2 separate regions of the Columba livia genome follow, and region 1 is linked to region 2. Evidence: chromatin contacts called from public Hi-C data. All regions are on one chromosome and are shown on one strand. Each heading gives the region's core, a stretch centred on a gene start, on an enhancer-like site or on the middle of the called end of the contact. The rest is flanking DNA. Distances are from core to core; before and after follow the strand shown.

Region 1 (2,700 bases), core at 142-2,641, 51 kb after region 2:
AAAACATCAGCTACAGTTTGTTTTAAATGTTAAACATGTTTGGATTTAAATGTTTAGTACACTTGCTAAGAAAAAGTCAGAAAACTCTCAACGGATGTTACACTTTGAATTTGCAAGCAGTATGATTCAAAGGAGAAAAATAAAATGTCTAATAAAAGTCATTGGCTATTTATTGAATTAATAAAATGAGGAAAAGTGTCAGCTGGATAAACAACTGCAAAATAGAATAAATGTTTCAACTGGAGATAGTGCAGCTCTCTGCTTAGCAGAAAACAATACCAAATTGAGAGCAGACTATATTTAGTTGTCAATCAATATGGCTTAGTAGTGACCAGCCACTGGTCATCCTTTGTGAAAATAACTAGAATGTAAATGTAAAACAAGGTTAAAATTGGTAGCTTTAAATCACTTTGATTTCAGTCCAGCCTTCCTCTTGCTCTGGATGCTACCCGAATAAATGAATGAGTCAAAGCACATTCAGCTGCTGGCATGGCATTGCTATGGCTTTTCCTGTATTTGCCGTGATGTGATACACAGATAAAGGAAACTCTGTGTGTTCATATATTAAGTCACTAACGTTACAGTTGGTCCTTTTTTTCCTTCCCCTTTATCTCATCCCCATTGCCCTCCCCCAAAATTTAAATGGGCAAGTGAATTTTGAATTTGCCGTGTTTTACACACTCCTCAAGGTGTGTGAGCTGCCCTGAGGATAAGTGCACCCGGCCTCCTGTTTTCCTGTCTTCTTGTGTTTGATACCAACTGCGAGAGAGCCCTAAAGAGGTTGTTCCTATTTTACTCCTCGTCACATGTTTGCTACTGTAACTTCCGAAAAATAAAATTAATTATGACCCTAGAAGCAGACAGTCCAAGAGTGAAACAGCTTGTAATTTGAACTCTGAAGTTCCACTGGTTAAAATTGTACAAGACATTCGAGTAATCTGTTTATATATTATTTTAAGAAAACATCTTAATTGTGAGTCTGGTTCCTCAATAAAAAAGGATAGTTACCAGGTTAATCATTGCTATGCACTAGATCACTAATTTTCTTCTTAATGACAGTAGGATTTTTGCCATTTTCTCCCATAAAACCTCTCCAACTGATTTAAGGGGATGCTGTCGAGGATTTTATGCCCCAAGGCAGGCACGTCACCAATAGCTGGAGGTTGGTGAGGAACCTCTGTTGGATCAAACGCTTGCAAGTACTGACAAGAGTGGGAGTTGAGCATTTGGACGGAGGCCTGTACAGAGACTCACGGACAGATCTGTTCTCAGCTACTCCTACTTGAAACGAGTTATTTTTGGTTTGCCCTCACCTAGAAATCCAGACTTTGAGTCTTCAAAGAAAAGGCACACGCTGCTGTCTCCCTGTGGGAACACACAGCTCTGTCTGGGGGAATGGAGAGGTTGGTTGCCCATAGGAGGGCCTGGTTTTCCCAAAGTCTGAAACTGTTGTTTGTAGAAAAATGAACGCTTGCACTCCTGTACTAAATGTGGGGCTTTTCTTTAAATGACTTCTTAAATAATTGTTTCTGCATTCTGGGAGTGCACATCCTGTATACTGCACAGTTATGAAACGCAGCTCGGTTTGCCTGTGGGGGACACAGACCTGCTCTTGTGATTTGGTTTCAAGTTGCTTGAGAAAGACGTGACAGTGTGTGTTCAAAGATCTCATGACAAATGCGCGAAGTTCAGTGCTCTGAGCAGCCTGGCTGCTAAACTGGCCAGGAAGCCACTAACACTGCGGTTGGCAAAGAATAAAGAAAACGTAAAGATGCCTAAAACTTGGTTATGGGAGACTGTTCAACATTCAAACTCCTGGTGTCTGAGAACATGGAGTGGCATTTGCAACAGATGTTTGCCTGGTAATCAAAGACCCAGTGTAATAAATAGTTGGTTAAAGAGTAAGAGTTCACCTGGCGGTTAATGCTTATTTTTATGGCTATAGACTGGAGACCTCTGGAAAATGAGAAATGCCAGTAGTGAGAAGTGTACAGAGTTCTAGGAGTAGATGGATCTCAGCACTTCAGGGTCCTGCTCTTTTGCTTGAGAATGAAGTATCATGGAATGGCCTTATTCTGGATTCATTTGAACAGAGATGGCCAGTGAGATGAACAGATGCATGGGATGTAGAGTATGTGAGAATTTCCCTTCGCTTCTGACTTGTGCTGGACTGATGAGTTGGGTTCACTGAACCCACTGCATCACCCATCCTCGAGGGGTCAATAAGCAGAGGTGGACTGAAAAAGTTCTACCTGTGCCACTTCAGAAGAACAGGTAGCTTGGCACTGCCTTCATCCCTGACGGCTGCTCCTGATGCCTGGAGATATTTACCATAGGGATGAGCAGAAAAACCTGATGTGTGCTCAAACCTGGAAATCCGAGTTAATAACTTACGGATGTGGTAGATTCCTCATAAATTAGACTTTTCATCATGACTTGTGCATGTATTCTCACTCGTGTACTCCCTCTCCTAAAAGCTGTTGCCTGAATGCAAGAATTGTTTGCTGGAAAATGAAGGCGCTTGTGCTGTTGAGGAGAGGTAAGACAGGAGGGTCCTGCAGGGCCCTGTGGTCTTCCAGCTCTGAGCCCATGCACGATGGTCAGCAGGTCCTTGCATCCATCAGTGCTTTGCCTCCCTGCTAAGTGCTGCAAGATGCTTTTCCCAAGATGGATGGCATGGGGGCAGTTTTTCATGCTGAA
Region 2 (2,700 bases), core at 98-2,597:
GTCTCGAATTGATTCTTATCTACTTCACTGGGTCTTGTGCTGACAGTCAGGTTTGCTGTTCTCACCACTGTTAAAGTGTTCTGCTCTTTACTGAGTGTACTGTGAACAAACCACCAGTCCAGACCTTTCTGATACGGCTGTTGTGATTTGCCTTATCTTTATTTGCTCCTCAAGCCACTTCGGTAGAGCTGAAGAAACCATCTCCTGCAAAAACTTTGAACTCTGGATGAGCAACTAGAAAATATCTTTATTACCAGGGAAGGAGTACTCAGGCTGGGACCCAGCTGAGGTGCAGGAGAACTGCAGGGACCTGCATAGGAAGCGCCAGAGAGAGTTGCTGGCATTGAGGCTACTAAGGAATTCTTAGAGATGTGTTAAATGGTAGGCTCAGCTTTGCTAATGAATCACCTTGCTCAGGCTACAGAAAGTTTTGGTTACGGGTGGCTCTGAGGGCACAGAAGAAAATGTCATCTCACATTTGCAGCTCATGCAGTGATTCCTACATGGGAAAGTGGAAGAACTCCTGTGCATGATCACAATGAAGATGTTTATATGCATTACTCCTGTTATTACAGATTAATTAGCTACTGAAGGACGAAAGTGCTACAAAGGTATAATTTAGATTTCTGCAGAGTTGTACTTTGTGGCAATGGTCAGTAAAATGAAGGTAATATCAGTTCACTTAACATTTTACAAAATAATAGTTTGAGCTTGCAGGCTGTGTACATGCTTAGTGTAAGCATCTGAATAGCCCCTGCTTGCTCAGTGTGATTACTGATGTGCTTAAAGTTAAGCATGCATGAAAGTCTTTGCAGGACCAGAGATGCAAAACACAAATAACTTTTCCCCTCGATATAATTCCTATCAATAAATACCAAAAAAAAGCACAAAACAAAACTTCAGATTTCTATGGATTCTATGGGTGTAAAGGCCGTGTCTTCGTCTATGTCTTGGATGGTGCAAAACGCACTGTCAGTCCTTAACAAACAGACAGGAGTGATAAAAAGCTAATATGCAAATGGTGTTATAGATGAGAATTTTTTTTTCATTTGTGTATAAAGCTCATTTCAGCTTCCAATACATGAACAAGCTATAATCTATATAATTCCCCTTAACAAACACTTGAGACCTCATCAGTGATGGGAGAAATAATCTTAATAAATGCCTTTTTCATTGCTCAAAACCTGTGAGGGAGCAGCAGCATTCGGGCTGCCGGGGGGCAGTGGTCGGGCTGGGTTTCGGGGTGTGGGTGGCAGGGAAGGGGGGGCGGTTCGGGCTGGGGGAAGCCCTGGTCCCCCGCTGGGAATTACCCAGCTCTCCGTCCCTCTCCCAGCCCCGCCGCGGCAACATTTATTGCAAAAGCAGGAAATTGCTTATTACTAAAGTAGCTGGCAAGGGAGCGGGAGCCGATGCTGTTCCACACTGGCACAGCACTTGCTTAGCTGCAGCTTTCCCTGCCTCTCCTTGTTCCGCTTTCTTCTTCCCCCTCTTTCTCTCCTCTCTCCCTCTCTCTCTCCTCTTCTTTTTTTCATTTTGGCTTCTATTCAAATGTGGGTCAGGGGTGAGCGGCTCCCAACGTCACAAGCTTGCAAGATGGCGCTGGGAGGAAGGCTGTGAGATGAGGAACAGGCTGGTATAAACCGAGAGGACAGGAGAGGGAGAGGAGGAGGAGGAGGAGAGGGGAAGGGGAAGAAAAGCTGCTGCTCCAGATGCAATAAGAAGGTAACGCGGAGCGGGGCGCGGGCGGGGGCGCGGGGCCGCGCGTCCCGCTCGGGCGGCCGGGCGGGCGCTGCCGGGCTCCGGGTGCAGCCCAGCCCCGCTCCCCCGCTCTTTATTTGCAACCCCGGTTATTTGCCCATCTGCATGGGTCCACCCGGGAGAGTGGCCGGGGTGGCGGGGGTGTCCCCTTGTTCCCTGCCCTGAAGCAGCCGTGCCCGGCACCAGCGGTAGTTCCATTGAAAAAAATACAGATCATTTTCTTGTCCCCCTTGCCCCCTGTCTCCATGCCCCGGGCCCCCTCCCCTCGCCCGCCCGGCGCGCTGCCCCGTTGCTTTGGGGGCCGGGGCGAGCATACGGTGTATTCGCCACCGCGCCTGTCTGGGGGTTGCAAATGTTGGCTATTTGGTTAAAGCGGCTGGAAACTTTCCCCCTCTTCCCGTGCCATTTGTGTGTGTGTGTGTGCGCACGGGTGTGCGCTGCCCCTTCCCCGGCGGCGGTGGGCTCGGGCCGGGGGGCCGCAGCTGCTGCCCGCCGGGGCCGGCGTGGGGGTGACCGGCGGGGCGGGCAAGCAGCCCCGGAGCTGCAGCCTTCTCCCCATACCCACTTGGCCACTGCAACTGAGCCGTATTTTATTTTTCTTTCCCCGAAAGGAGGGAGCGGAGCCTTGGGGTGCCGGGGGGCGTGTTTGTGCCGGGGATCCGGCCGCATTGTGGAGGAGAGGGCAGGGAAGGGGCTCCCGGGACTCGCATTGCCTCCTTCCCCCCCGCAGTCCATCCGCGGGGCTGCAAGGCGACGAGCCAGGCCGGCATCCCCCAGCCCCAGCGCCGGCCTCTGCCCCACCGGGCACCCCCTGCCCTACCGGGACCGCGATGAACTTTTGCCCCGGCTCCCCCCTTCCCCGCCGCTCCCCTCGGCCGTTCGGGATCGCGGAGGGAAGGACCCGCCGGCTCCTCTCGCCCTGCCCGTCGCTGCGGGTCTCTG

Evidence for each region. Hi-C and Micro-C count contacts between places; a contact is called where the count stands out from the background.
Region 1: a contact with region 2 is called in a Hi-C map of liver, with 1.6 times the contacts expected there. The contact joins the enhancer-like site here to the promoter of HIC2 in region 2. A contact is called at or near these places in 2 of 2 Hi-C or Micro-C datasets (crop and liver).

The regions. Positions count from the first base shown.
Region 1 is chr17:8,411,935-8,414,634 of bColLiv1.pat.W.v2, forward strand. The region is part of intron 1 of HIC2 (HIC ZBTB transcriptional repressor 2); the gene reads left to right. All of the region lies in intron 3 of LOC135575619 (a long non-coding RNA gene), which reads right to left. Among named protein-coding and RNA genes, the nearest start is that of HIC2, 51 kb to the left of the region's middle. Within about 2 kb of position 1,392, at least 1 of the 3 cell types and tissues checked has an H3K27ac peak away from gene starts, as active enhancers do.
Region 2 is chr17:8,360,561-8,363,260 of bColLiv1.pat.W.v2, forward strand. It overlaps HIC2 (HIC ZBTB transcriptional repressor 2), which reads left to right and starts at 1,348. Exons shown (of 3, transcript XM_065033103.1): 1 at 1,348-1,722. All of the region lies in intron 4 of LOC135575619 (a long non-coding RNA gene), which reads right to left.